2 separate regions of the Ovis aries genome follow, and region 1 is linked to region 2. Evidence: chromatin contacts called from public Hi-C data. All regions are on one chromosome and are shown on one strand. Each heading gives the region's core, a stretch centred on a gene start, on an enhancer-like site or on the middle of the called end of the contact. The rest is flanking DNA. Distances are from core to core; before and after follow the strand shown. Region 1 holds the start of HAO2 (hydroxyacid oxidase 2). Region 2 has its middle 47 kb from the start of HAO2.

Region 1 (7,576 bases), core at 905-3,404, 45 kb after region 2:
ATTCGAGAGATGCTACAGACCACCTCAAACAGCTCTGCTTGTGTCCCTCTGTGCCCCTGTGGGGATTAATTCACTTAGGCTACAGCAGTGAAGGCTGATACTAAAGAAGAGAAAATATTCCTTAGCTCAGTGACCAGATTTGAAAGATCCCCAGGACTTCACATTAGATTCAAACTTGAGAACCTAGTTTGAAGTTGATTCAAACTATGAATCTGGCTATAAGAGCTATAGAACCTCCACTGTTCTACCGACTACCCGAATGTTAAAAGTATTAACTCATTTACTTCTCATCAGAGTGTGGGAGATGTTGGGAGAAAACTGCGGCACTCAGAAGTCAGAAGAGGCAAAAGACTGGCACTCAGGCGCTCTCAAGGCTCCAGGGCCTGTGTTCCTGACCATAACATAATGTCTCCTGGATAGCTAGGAGGCCCGGTGGTGTGAGAGCTGACTGTGGGCATGGCCTGGAGACTGACTATGGAGGCGTGAAAATCACTGTGGCAAAGCGGTTTTCAGATCCTGCCGGCTGCTCACTTTGAAAGTATTTCTGAGGTAAGCCTGCCATCTAGTGGTAATATAGCAGGTAGCAATTACCCTCAAGCGAATGTAGAATGAGCCTTGAATGGGGAAGGTAAATACATCAGCAGCAAACTTGTTTTTCAGTTTAGCTGCAGATTCTGAAAGATAGGGAAATCCCGCTGCCATGGTCCTTGAAATAGCCTAGAATTTTCCCCTGCCATTGAATGGTGGCTACAGGCTAGATGCAAATCCCAACTCTTCTCATTACTGATGGAAAGCTTCAGCCAGTTAACTTCATTTTCTCTTCTGAAAAATGGGAAAATAATATTGACCCATATGGTTGCTGTGAAGATCAAGTGAAATAATGTGTGTAACATGTGAGGCCTATTGTCAGCACTTCATAACTGGTGGTCGGTGCAGAATGAGGGGCTGGCTCAGGAGCACAGCGGGAAGGGCCTGGACAAATTGGACATTAATTAGTGACATTAGTGAGCCCCACAGGACTGCTCTTGGGGGATTCTTCTTTTTTTAACATGTGCTGTTGTGAAATACATTGGCCACCTGATTCGAAGAGCCAGCTCATTGGAAAAGACCCTGATGCTGGGAAAGATGGAGGGTAGGAGGAGAAGGAGGCGACAGAGAATAAGACGGTTGGATGGCATCACCGACTCAATGGAGGTGGGTTTGAGGAAGCTCTGGGAGATGGTGAAGGACAGGGAAGCCTAGGGTGCTGCAGTCCATGGGGTTGCAAAGAGTCTGAGCGATTGAACAACAACACTTGTGTTGGCTTCCTCAGCCTTCCACCTGATTACTGGAGTCATTCTCCCACTCAGAAGTGTCGGTGGTTCTCCCTGCTTCCCTTATTCGTCTCTGGTCAGGCCTGGAGGGCTCGACAGCACAGCCTTCAGTCCATCCTGGCTGGGTGACAGCTGCCTGTGTTCCAGTTACCAGGCGTGACTGTTCCTTATCCATCCCCTCAGCACTTCCCCAGACAAGCCTTTCCTTTACAACATGGGGGGTTTTGTAATTCTCTCCTGAAATCACCGATTCTCTTCCTTTAACCATCTTTGAAGTACTGGGAAAATAAATTGTTGCTGTTCAGTCACTAAGTCGTGTCCTACTCTTTGCAACCCCATGACTGCAGCACGCCAAGCTTCCCTGCCCTTCAGCATCTCCAGGAGTTTGCTCAAACTCATGTCCATGGCATCCATGATACCATCGAACCATCTCATCCTCTCATCCCCTTCTCCTCCTGCCCTCAATCTTTCCCAGTCAACTGTCTTCCATTGAGTTAGCTCTTTACATCAGGTGGCCTAAGTATTGGAGCTTCAGCTTCAGCCCCAGTCCTTCCAATGAATATGCTGGGTTGATTTCTCTTAGGATTGACTGGTTTGATCTCCTTGCTGCCCAAGGGGAGAAATATATGGCTTGAGCAAATTAGCAACTATTTTATTTTGAGGTTGAATTTGGTAACGAATGTCACTTGAATGTGATGTAACTTGGCAAAGTTCATTTCCTGGTTAACATGCTTTGGCCCACTTGCTCACTGGCTTTCAAGCTAGATGTTGTTCCCATTAAAGATTAACCTGTAACTTTGAACCTCTTCTGTCTTCAGGGGGCTGTGGATGGAGATCTGCTATTCCCACCACAGCCAGCTGTGAGCCAAGATCGGGGTGACTGCCGCCGGACACCACTATCCCAGGTACTGGAAGAGGCTAATACCAGGTGTGTTGCTGGTTGTCTCCCGTGTGCTTGGAACTGGGGTGGGAGAGCAGGTGGCAGGTGGGACGAGAAGAGAGGCTAGAGACTTCAGGAGGCACTGGAGGTGCTCAAATGTGAGTCTTCAAAGGAAGAGTCTTGGCAGAAAGATGCCATGTGGATGCAGGGAGTAGGACACTGAGGGGCCTAGCAAAGGAAGGCTTTGCTGCAAAGTCACTCCGTCGGTTCCCATGAGTTATCTATTATATACAAAAAAGTAAAAAAGTGAAAGTGTTAGTCATTCAGTCGTGTCCAGCTCTTTGCGACCCCATGGACTTTAGCCCACCAGGCTCCTCTGTCCATGGAATTCTCCAGGCTAGAATACTGGAGGAGGTAGCCATTCCCTTCTGCAGGGGATCTTCCTGACCCTGGGATCCAACCCATGTCTCCTGCATTGCAGGCAGATTCTTTACCCCTGAGCCAACAGGGAAGTCCCATTTCATACATAGTAGTGTATATAAACTAGGTAACTCATGAGAACCTAATGCACCCAATGCTGTGTCATGACCTAAATGGGAAGCAAATCAAAAAAGAAGGGATATATGTACATAAATAGCTGATTCACTATGCTGTACAACAGAAACTGACACAACATTGTGATACAATTATACTCAAAAAAAAAAAAAACTATAGATAGAGAGGCTATGTCTAGGGAAGTTAAGTTTTAGAACCACCTGAGGGAGTTGTGTTTTTTTTTTGTTTGTTTTTTTTTTTTGGCCATACCAAGCAACTTGCAGGATCTCAGTTCTCAGGCCTGGGATTGAACCCTGGCCCTAGCAATGAAAGCCTGAAACCCTAACTGCTAGGCCACCAAGGAACAGCCCCGAGGGAGTATTTATGGATGTCTTTAGGAGGGGAGATAGCTTAACAGATGTCCACTTGAAAGGGTTCTGGAAAATCTAAAAGTCACAGTTTCTGCCCTCGGGGGTCTGCTTTGTCGCTTGACCACTGCTTCGTGGCCACAGACAGAGGATAAGTGATGCAGCGACTGCTTCTAAAAAGCATAAAAGTTAATGTTTGTCAGACAGTCGGGCTGGTGTAGTTTCTTTGGGGAGTAAGTTTGCTTGGAACTGGGTAACAATTCCCTCTAGTGTATAGCCTCTTGAAATTATGATTGGGTCAAGCTGAGTCTGGCTTCCCCAGTGGCTCAGCAGTAAAAAAAATCTGCTTGCAACGCAGGGGACGCAGGTTTGATCCCTGGGTCAGGAAGATCCCCTGGAGAAGAGCATGGCAACCCACTCTAGTATTCTTGCTTGGAGAATCCCATGAACAGAGGAGCCTAGCGGGCTATAATTCATAAGTTTCCAAAGACTGAGCATGCATGCACGCAAGTTGAATCGATGGATCAGTCTGGGAAGAACTGCCCTCAACAGTGATCAAGTCAGGGTGGTATTGGTAGAAAGATACCCAGATCAGTGGATTGTAGTAGAGAGTCTGGAAACAGGATCAAGGGAGAAATTGCTTTTTGTGAAATCCTACCTCCTAACAGGAGGCAAAACTCCAAAGTCTTTACTATTGAAGTAATAGTAATAATTTACTATGATAATTTACTATTATCATTCAGCTCAGTTCAGTTACTCAGTTGTGTCCAACTCTTTGCGACCCCATGAATCGCAGCACGCCAGGCCTCCCTGTCCATCACCAACTCCCGGAGTTCACTCAGACTCACATCCATCGAGTCCGTGATGCCATCCAGCCATCTCATCCTCTGTCGCCCCCTTCGCTCCTGCCCCCAATCCTTCCCAGCATCAGAGTCTTTTCCAATGAGTCAACTCTTGTCATGAGGTGGCCAAAGTACTGGAGTTTCAGCTTCAACATCATTCCTTCCAAAGAAATCCCAGGGCTGATCTCCTTCAGAATGGACTGGTTGGATCTCCTTGCAGTCCAAGGGACTCTCAAGAGTCTTCTCCAACACCACAGCTCAAAAGCATCAATTCTTTGGTGCTCAGCCTTTTTCACAGTCCAACTCTCACATCCATACATGACCACTGGAAAAACCTTAGCCTTGACTAGATGGACCTTTGTTGGCAAAGTAATGTCTCTGCTTTTGAATATGCTATCTAGGTTGGTCATAACTTCCAAGGAGTAAGCATCTTTTAATTTCATGGCTGCAATCACCATCTGCAGTGATTTTGGAGCCCAAAAAAATAAAGTCTGACACTGTTTTCACTGTTTCCCCATCTATTTGCCTTGAAGTGATGAGACCAGATGCCATGATCTTTGTTTTCTGAATGTTGAGCTTTAAGCCAACTTTTTCACTCTTCTCTTTCACTTTCAAGAGGCTTTTGAGTTCCTCTTCACTCTCTGCCATAAGGGTGGTGTCATCTGCATATCTGACGTTATTGATATTTCTCCCAGCAGTCTTGATTCCAGCTTGTGCTTCTTCCAGCCCAGCGTTTCTCATGATGTACTCTGCATAGAAGTTAAATGAGCAGGGTGACAATATACAGGCTTGATGTACTCCTTTTCCTATTTGGAACCAGTCTGTTGTTCTATGTCCTGTTCTAACTGTTGCTTCCTGACCTGCATATAGATTTCTCAAGAAGAAGGTCAAGTGGTCTGGTATTCCCATCTCTTTCAGAATTTTCCACAGTTTATTCTGATCCACACAGTCAAAAGCTTTGGCATAATCAATAAAGCAGAAATAGATGTTTTTCTGGAACTCTCTTGCTTTTTCCATGATCCAGTGGATGTTGGCAATTTGATCTCTGGCTCCTCTGCCTTTTCTAAAACCAGCTTGAACATCTGGAAGTTCACAGTTCACATATTGCTGAAGCCTGGCTTGGAGAATTTTGAGCATTACTTTACTAGCGTGTGAGATGAGTGTAATTGTGTGGTAGTTTGAGCATTCTTTGGCATTGCCTTTCTTTGGGATTGGAATGAAAACTGACCTTTTCCAGTCCTGTGGCCACTGCTGAGCTTTCCAAATTTGCTGGCATATTGAGTGCAGCACTTTCACAGCATCATCTTTCAGGATTTGAAATAGCTCAACTGGAATTCTATCACCTCCACTAGCTTTGTTCGTAGTGATGCTTTCTAAGGCTCACTTGACTTCACATTCCAAGATATCTGGCTCTAGATTAGTGATCACATCATCATGATTATCTGGGTCGTGAAGATCTTTTTGTACAGTTCTTCCATGTATTCTTTCCACCTCTTCTTAATATCTTCTGCTTCTGTTAGGTCCATACCATTTCTGTCCTTTATTGAGCCCATCTTTGCATGACATGTTCCCTTGGTATCTCTAATTTTCTTGAAGAGATCTCTAGTCTTTCCCATTCTGTTGTTTTCCTCTATTTCTTTGCATTGATCTCTGAGGAAGGCTTTCTTATCTCTTCTTGCTATTCTTTGGAACTCTTCATTACTATTATTTAAATGATAGCTTACTATTATCATTAGGCTATTCTGCATTTGACAAGATCCTTTGATTCTCACAAGAGCTCTGTGGGATAGACAGCCATAACCTAACTTTATAGATAGATGAAAATTGGAGCTTGTCTAGACTAGATGGAGTGGAACATCACTTATCAGCTACCATTTGAGAAGCAATGGGAATATTCCCACATTCCTGGGTAACCCTTCCTAGAAAAGGATTTCTGTTATAGGCAACATCGTATCGACTAAAAGAGAATTAGCTGTTGAAATACATCTTCTCTTTTGACTGTAAGCTTCTTGGGAATGGAGACTAACATCATGTAGCTCTTTTTTTAACCTATAGTGTTAAAAACCTGTAGTGTTAAAAACCTGCAGTGTTTGGCACGATGCCTAGATATAATAGGTTGGGTTTGGCTTTGCTGTGGTAAGGAATAAACCCTGAATTCTTTGTGGTTTAACATTCAAACATCTATTTCTTACTCACAAAAAATCAGCTGATCTCCAGGGTTCCTTCTTTTCAGGTGATGATTCAGGGATCGAAGCTACCTTTATCCTATAGCAATACCTCCCGATGGACATGGCCCCTGGAGTATTGTAACAGGAGGAAAAAAAAAAAAAAAGATGGAGAGTCACATAGAAGTTCTTAAATTCTTGGCCCAAAATGAACACATGTCACTTCCGCTCCTAGCCCATTGACCAGAAGTAGTCATATAAAGCCTGCCTACCTATAAGCAGCTGGGAACCACCGAGGAGCACGTGCGGAACAGTGACTGCCTCTGCTCGTCCTAGCTGACACTGTGCACTAAACAAGCCTTGTGGGATTAACCAATGAGTAATTCCAACACGGTTTGAATTATACCATCACAAGGACCTGGAGTCTGTCACACAGGGTAAAGTAAGTCAGAAAGAGAAAAACAAATATTGTATGTTAATGCATATACATGGAATCTAGAAAAATGGTACAGATGAACCAACTTCCAAGGCAGGAATAGAGAGGCAGACTTAGAGAATGGACATGCAGACACAGGAGGGGAAGGGGAGGGTGGGACAAATCGGGAAATTGGGACTGACAAATACAAACTACCATTTGTAAAATAGCTAGCTAGTGGGAAGCTGCTGCATTGCGCAGGAAGCTCAGCTCGGTGTTCTGTGATGACCTAGATGGGTGGGATGGTAAGGGGATAGAAGGAAGAGGTCCAAGAGGGAGGGTATATATTTATGCATACAGCCGATTCACTTTCTTGTACAGCAGAAACTAACATAACATTGTAAGGCAATTATATTCCAATAAAGAGGGAAAGAAATAAATTATACCATCACAGAATTACTCGAAGGTGAAATCCACTTTCAACCTCCAGAGCCTCAGAGGAGAATGTCATCAACAAGAGAAAGAATGCCAATGGTTCTACCATTTAAGGATAGTCTAGTCTATACAAGAGCTTCCCTGGTGGCTCAGACAGTAAAAAATCTGCCTGCAACGCAGAGGCCTGGGTTCAATCCCTGGGTCAGGAAGATCCCCTGGTGAAGAGCACGGCAACCCACTCCAGTATTCTTGCCTGGAGAATCCCATGGACAGAGGAGCCTGGTCCTCTGAAGGATGGACCACAGTCCAGGAAGTCACAAAGAGTCAGACATGGCTGAGCGACTAACACTTCCACTTTCACTTTAGTCTATACAAGGCACTGCTCTAGGAACGTTATGTGGACTGTAGTCCTCATGAGGCCCTGTGGGACAGGCATTAATAATCTTCTTTTACAAAGAACCTGTTCATGGCACCTGGTGAACAAGCAGCAGAGCTGAGTTTGAGCCCATGTTTCCCAAGACATAACACTTATGAGGTCCTGTCCTCCCCGCTCCATGCACTCCCTCAGCTACTTACTAATGTCTCATGGCGTATCGTGAGCAGCTTCTCTGTCTTCTCACTCCT
Region 2 (6,839 bases), core at 3,328-5,827:
GAGAGGGAGAATTAAGTTATTCCGGGGAGTCATGCATAGCTTACCTTTGAACTGAACTACCAAATATAAACTAGATTTGCCCAGGACACCAAGAAGAAGGACATTCTATTAGAGGGTTCATTATGAGCAAAATCATGAGGTGCAAGAGCACCTGACCTATTCAGTAGTTCAGGATTATGCAAGCATAAAGTGCTAGGAAAGAGAAGTTGGGATGAGACTAGAAAGGTAATGAGATCCATAAGGAAAGGCCTTGTAGGATATACCAAAGAAATTAGAATTTTTATGGTAGACCAGGAGTGGCTCAGACTGGTGGCCTGGGGGTTTCATGGCTAAGAGATGTTGTGTTTGGTTTGTATAGGGTTTTGAAAGACCACATACCTAGACAGGTCACAGTGCCAACAGCTGAGTGCATATTGTTTTACTAATGGTCCATACCCCGAGTCTGTGTTGCCTGTGGGTGTCTGTGCTGAAAGCCCAGCTCTACCTGATGGATGATAGAAAACCACTGGAGAGTTTTGAGCAGGGGCACAGCATGATTAGCTTTGTGTCTCCCTAATGGTAATGTGGTTCATGAGATAGGCGAACTAAGACTTAGTAATGAAGACCAGTAAGAGACGGTTAGAATAGTCCAGATGTGAGAGCCTGAAAGGGGCAGCAGCAGAGGAAGAGAAGAATTAATTGATTAATTATTTATAATAAGAAAGAGAAGAACAGGACCCAATAAGCAATTGTTTATGGGTTTGTTTGGTTGGTTGGTGTTTTAGTAGTGGGTGGGGGTAGTGAACAAAAGGAAGGAGTCTAGAATGACTCCCAGGTTTTTAGCTTGGGCAGTTGAGTAGGTGGTAGATGGAGGCCCCATTCCTAGAGAGAGTCCCACAGGATGTGAGGGCAGGTCAGGGAGCCAGGTCAAGTGTTAGGTCTGGACAGGTAACATTTAAGGATTATTGTGGACATTCTGGCAAGGATGGTAGTTGGGATGGATTACAGACCAGTAACAAGTTATGGAGGTGAAATAGGATGTGGAAGGATTCTCAGGCACCAAGGTATGTCTATCTCTTATGACTCACAGAGGAGAGATCTCAAACTTGAAGTCAGAATAAGAAACCACTAGCTCTCCCATTGCTGATCCAAAGAGTTCTAAAAAGAACAATAGTGATAAGAATAGTAACAGTAATACAGTGAAAGTGTTAGTCATTCAGTTATGTCCGACTCTTTGCAACCCCATGGACTATAGCCCACCAGGCTCCTTTGCCCATGGGATTTTCCAGGCAAGAATACTGGGGTGGGTTGCCATTCCCTTCTCCAGGGTATCTTCCTGACTCGGGGATCAAACCCAGGTCTCTTGCATTGCTGGCAAATTCATTACCATCTGAACCACCAGGGAAGCTCAGCAGTAATATAGTACTTGTCTTTAATGAAATTCTAGTTATGTGTGAAGGCCTGAATTGTTTCATATATTCCTCATAACAACCTTATATAATAGTGTGCTTATTTTCTCCATTTCACAGATGTGAAAACTGAGATGTAGAGAAGTTAAGTAGCTGGCCCAGATCACACAGTGAGTGAAGGGGTGGAGCTGGAACCTGTCTTCATGCTGCCTACCACTCATGATTCTGACAACTTAAGCAAGCAATGAAATAGAAGGATACCAGGGAGGCTGGTTTCTTTCAATAAATGTCTACTCTTTCGGCCAGTCTGCACAAGTGCCTGAAGTTTAATTTCAGAAATGTATTTCTTAGGGTCTAACTGGTTCATGAAGAAAATTTTCTCAAGTCTTTTTATTCAGGTTGAAAAACCTCTGAGAGTTGAAGACCTGGTCTGAATTTACAAAGGTGCTTAGTCTGATTGCACAGTAGAGTCACCCCAGGTTGGGGAAGGGTGTTAATTGATCTCTGAAAACACCCACAACACACAGATAGGTACCATATATATGTGTGTGTATATATACATGATACCTAGTCCCATCACTTCATGGCGAATAAATGGGGAAACAATGGAAACAGTGACTGACTTTATTTTGGGGCGGGGGGGTGGGGGGCTCCAAAATCGCTGCAGATGGTCACTGCATCCATGAAATTAAAAGACACTTGCTCCTTGGAAGAAAAGCTATGACCAACCTAGACAGCATATTAAAAAGCAGAGACATTACTTTGCCAACAAAAGTCCATCTAGTCAAAGCTGTGGTTTTTCCAGTAGTCATGTATAGATGTAAGAGTTGGACTATAAAGAAAGCTGAGCACTGAAGAATTGATGCTTTTGAACTGTGGTATTGGGGAAGACTCTTGAGAGCCCTTTGGACTACAAGGAGATCAAATCAGTCAATTCTAAAGGAAATCAGTCCTGAATATTCATTGGAAGGGCTGACATTGAAGATGAAACTCCAATACTTTGGCCACCTGATGCAAAGGACTGACTCATTTGAAAAGACCCTGATGCTGGGAAAGACTGAAGGTAGAAGGAGAAGGGGATGACAGAGGATGAGATGGTTGGATGGCATCACCGACTTGATGGATGTGAGTTTGAGCAGGCTCTGGGAGTTGGTGATGAACAGGGAAGCCTGGTGGGCTGCAGTCCATGGGGTCGCAAAGAGCCAGACACAACTGAGTGACTGAACTGACTGATATGTATATATACACACATATACATATATATATATATATATATATATACACACACACACACACACACACACACACCACATATATACGTGTGTTTTTAAATAGTGATTCAGATTTGCAACAGGGGTTAAAAACCAAAGAAAATTCAGTAAGATGTAAATTCTTGTTGTTCAGTTGCTCAGTCGTGTCTGACTCTTTGCAACCCCATGGACTGTAGCACGCCAGGATTTCCTGTCCTTCACTACCTCCCAGAGCTTGCTCAAACTCATGTCCATTGAGTCAGTGATGCCATCCAACCATCTCATCCTCTGTCGTCTTCTTCTCCTCCTGCCTTCAGTCTTTCCTAGCATCAGGGTCTTTTCTAATGAGTTGGCTCTTTGCATCAGGTGGCCAAAGTATTGGAGCTTCTTGGTGAAAATGCAAATCAGAGACCCTAAGCATGGGCCCCAGCAATCTGTGCTTTCTCAAGCCTCCCAGGTGACTCTCGCCAGCCCTTTGGTGGAGTCTACAGAAGAGTAAAACAGGCACAATGAGAGAATCCTGCCTTGGGCATTAGAGGGGGAACGGAAGATGCCGAAAGGGGAACCTGCCAAAAGACAAACTTCTCTTCTGTACAGTTTGAAAAGTCTGACACTTTCCTCCCCATGTGTGGACTTAATGATGTGTTCGTTCACCCCGGAGTGTCTTGAGGAGAGTTGATTCTGCTTCTCTCAGAAGTATTTGTTGGAAAATGACAGCCTCCCGGTTGAAAAGGCCAGAGTCCCTCACCTTCCTGAAGCAGCTACTAAGAAAGATGTAGTTCAAGGCATGGCCAGAAGGCGGCTCCACACTCAGTCCCTCCGTCAGTCTTTCTGGGAATCGGGAGTCTCAGGAACCAGGCTGATGCAGAGACTGTGGGGAGTGGGACTTCTGAGATCTGTGGGTTGGAAGACTAGGTTAACCAGAACTTTTTTTTTTTTTTCATAGTTTTGAGGGAAAGGAAACACATACCACTTGCTGTTAGAGTTATGTGAACGGAGGATGCCTCATCCCCAGAGAGCTAAATGGAACCATATTGGGCCCTCCCCATGCCACTCGGCGGAGATGCTTTTCAAGGGAGTGAAATGTTTTATTGAAGAAACTCCAAGGAGGCAGGAAAGAAGCCCGAGAGAGGGGGAGCCTGACAGGTCAGCAGATGGAAACAGCCCCTTTCATACATGTGGCTAAAAGCTGGAAGTCCATCCCTCGGAAGGCATAGCTGCAGTCCACAGGTCCAGGATGCCTTTCATCTACCTCTTTTCAGCTTTGGGATGATAGGAACTGAGAAATTCACAGCCATCCTGTGAGAGATAGAAATGGAGGCCCACTTTTGGGCTCTGTTCAGCTAATAGCAAGTGGGACAGAGCCCCTGGGGTCTGCAAACTTGGGCCTTCTATTTAATTTTGCCACTTCTGTAAAATAAGGATAGAAGAACTCTTTTTTCTTGAGTGGTTGTGAAGATTGAAGGAAATTATATGGGAACTGTCTGGCATGTAACAGGTTCTCAACAAATGTCTCTTCCATGCTCCTTTCTCCCAGGAGTGCTCAACAGCTGTGTGGTCAAAATATCATGGACTAGTCATTTATTCCTTAGGTCAATTTTGTCAAGAGAAAAAAACAAAAAAGGAAGTAATGAGATCCTCTTCTCCCGGGATGATAGGAAACCACAGATGTGGTTTTTTAAAGGATTATTAAATTAAATCAATTAAATCATAGGATTATTAGTTAGCAATAATATTTGCTAACTAATATTATAGTTATACTAGCAAATATTATGTAACACAATATTGGCACCTCTACACTTCCCAACCCCTGCAGTTAGGTGGGACCATAAGACCAACTCCAGCAGTGATATGTGAGCAGATATGATGTATGTCAATTCCAGCTCAGGGGGTAAAAGGCCATGCGTGACTCTTTAGCCTCTCTCTTCTCTTGCCAAGGTGACTGAGGAGGACTCATGTGCTAAGTGCTGAAGTTACAAGATGATGCAACCTTGTCAGTTTGGGTCCCTGGGTGACAAAGTGGAACACAGCCCCTGAACAGCACTTAAATTTGACATGTAGTATAAATGAGAAATAAACTTTTGTTTCGGTCTTAAGTCACTGAGATCTGGAAATTGTTACTGTGACATAACCTGTTCTAGCCTGATTTCCAAGTCTCACACCTAGCCTAATGTCAACACACCACAGTTAATAAATTATTTTTTAACAAATCAAATAAATATCTCTAACCCAGACTGCTTCCCAGTGTTTCATATTTATTCTTTCCAGTCTGCTGCTGGACAAATCCATTTCTCTGAATTGACCTCTCTTCTGGCACTCTAAACCATCTTCTGGTAGCACCCTAGTTTTCCAGTCAGTAAATCAAGAAATATAGGTATCAACCAAGACATCTCCAGTGCCAGCCATTCCACTTGGATCCAATCATGAAACGCCTCTAAAAATATCTCCTAAATATCTCTTCCGTCTCTTCATCAGCTCTAGGGTGAGTTCCTTAGTTATGGAGCTCACAATCTCTTGTCAGAACTTTGAACACTCCATCTCTTGCCATGTCCTCGACCCATCAAATCCAGCTTCCCTACTCTAGCCAGAATGAATAGCTACATCATAAACCTAACTCTGCTTAAGACCGTTGATGGCCCTCTGTCATTTACAGGATGGAGCCCAAGCTTCTTGGCTTGTCTGAGAAAATTCCTGGCACAAACGAGCTGGATCTCACTGCACTTTCAGCCTCATATCTGTCTCTTGCACACGGTTTTTGCATGGTAATACTACAAGATTCGGAGAAGGCAATGGCAACCCACTCCAGTACCCTTGCCTGGAAAATCCCACGGACGAAGGAGCCTGGTAGGCTGCAGTCCACGGGGTCGCACAGAGTCGGACACGACTGAAGCAACTTAGCAGCAGCAGCAGCAGCAGCAGCTACAAGTTTACTTGCAGCTTCACCCACTGTATGTGGTTTCCTGCCTCCTCCCTCAACTCTGCCTGCCTGGATCCTATGAATTCCCAAAGATTCACCCAGACATCACCTCTACCAACTTTTGCCTGCCCCTCCTTATGTGTTTCCACACTCTCAGGCTAGATTTTCATCACAGTGGTAGTGGCTTCTTTATAGTCCATAGATGTGAAGATGAACATGCTCTACCTTATGGGAAAGACAGACCCAAAGGTCCTTCTTTGACTCCTTCAGGACATGTTTCATTTGGACATCATTGGGTTCTAGATCTCTGTCCCGTAGAGTCTCAGAATAATATATCTGAGGAGTGTTCAGTACATAGATGTCCTTCTTTCCAACCTACCTTTCTTTCTAGTTTCCTTTCCTTTTTTCCTTCCCTCTTTCCATCCCTTCTTTGTTCCTTTTTGGCTTAGGGGTCAGAAAGACTGGGTTCAAACCCAAGCTCCATCACTTATTAGCTGTGTGACCCTAGAAAAAGCTTCATAACTTCTCTGAGCCTTATTTTCCTCATTTGGAAAATGAGGACAGTCATATTCCCTATAGAGATATTCATCTCACTGGATTCTCTTAAGAATTAAATATATGTAGATGCAAACTGGCTTCCCAAGAGGCTCAAGTGGCAAAGAATCCTATTGGCAGTACAGGAGATGCAGGTTCGATCCCCAGGTTGGGAGGATCCCCTGGAGGAGGAAATGGCAACCCACTCCAGTGTTCTTGGCTGGGAAATCCCATGGACAGAGGAGTCTGGTGGGCTATAGTCCATGGGGTCGCAAAGAGTCAGACACACCTGAGCACAAGCACAAACACAGATAACAATATTTAGAATAATGCCTGATATAAAGTAAGCTCTCAAATTAATATTTGCTAATATTATTACTAACTTTCTTTGACTTGTTCAACGAACAAATAATAATCAGCACTTAATAGCCATTCTTAACCTAAGTTAAGCCGACTGGTATTTTGGACTTGGGCCCAAACCCCCCATTCACTTGCCTGAATCCCTTGGTCTAGATGCTGCAACCAACATTCCAAACCAGAGTTTCAGTCCTTTGACTTAAGACTTGTTCCCCCTTAAAGCACAAATACCACAGAAAGTCTTATCAATCATTTATAATGCCCTTATTGAAGTAGTCCTTAGACAACCACAGCTGGAAATAATAATAACTCATATTTGTATGGCACTTTACAATTTACAAAGCAATCTCACATACTCTTGTTCTTTTGATCCTCAGAAGAGTGCTCTGGGAC

Evidence for each region. Hi-C and Micro-C count contacts between places; a contact is called where the count stands out from the background.
Region 1: a contact with region 2 is called in a Hi-C map of liver, with 5 times the contacts expected there. The contact joins the promoter of HAO2 here to the enhancer-like site in region 2. A contact is called at or near these places in 4 of 16 Hi-C or Micro-C datasets (liver, mixed tissues, skin fibroblasts and 1 more).

Annotation. Positions count from the first base shown.
Region 1 is chr1:96,908,663-96,916,238 of ARS-UI_Ramb_v3.0, forward strand. It overlaps HAO2 (hydroxyacid oxidase 2), which reads left to right and starts at 2,155. Exons shown (of 7, transcript XM_060413429.1): 1 at 2,155-2,218. LOC114116621 (a long non-coding RNA gene) reads right to left here. Exons shown (of 3, transcript XR_003590484.3): 2 at 6,134-6,233; 3 at 1,945-2,474.
Region 2 is chr1:96,860,749-96,867,587 of ARS-UI_Ramb_v3.0, forward strand. No RefSeq gene overlaps it. Among named protein-coding and RNA genes, the nearest start is that of HAO2, 47 kb to the right of the region's middle. Within about 2 kb of position 4,578, at least 2 of the 54 cell types and tissues checked have an H3K27ac peak or open chromatin away from gene starts, as enhancers often do. A contact at or near this core is called in liver, where this site is marked.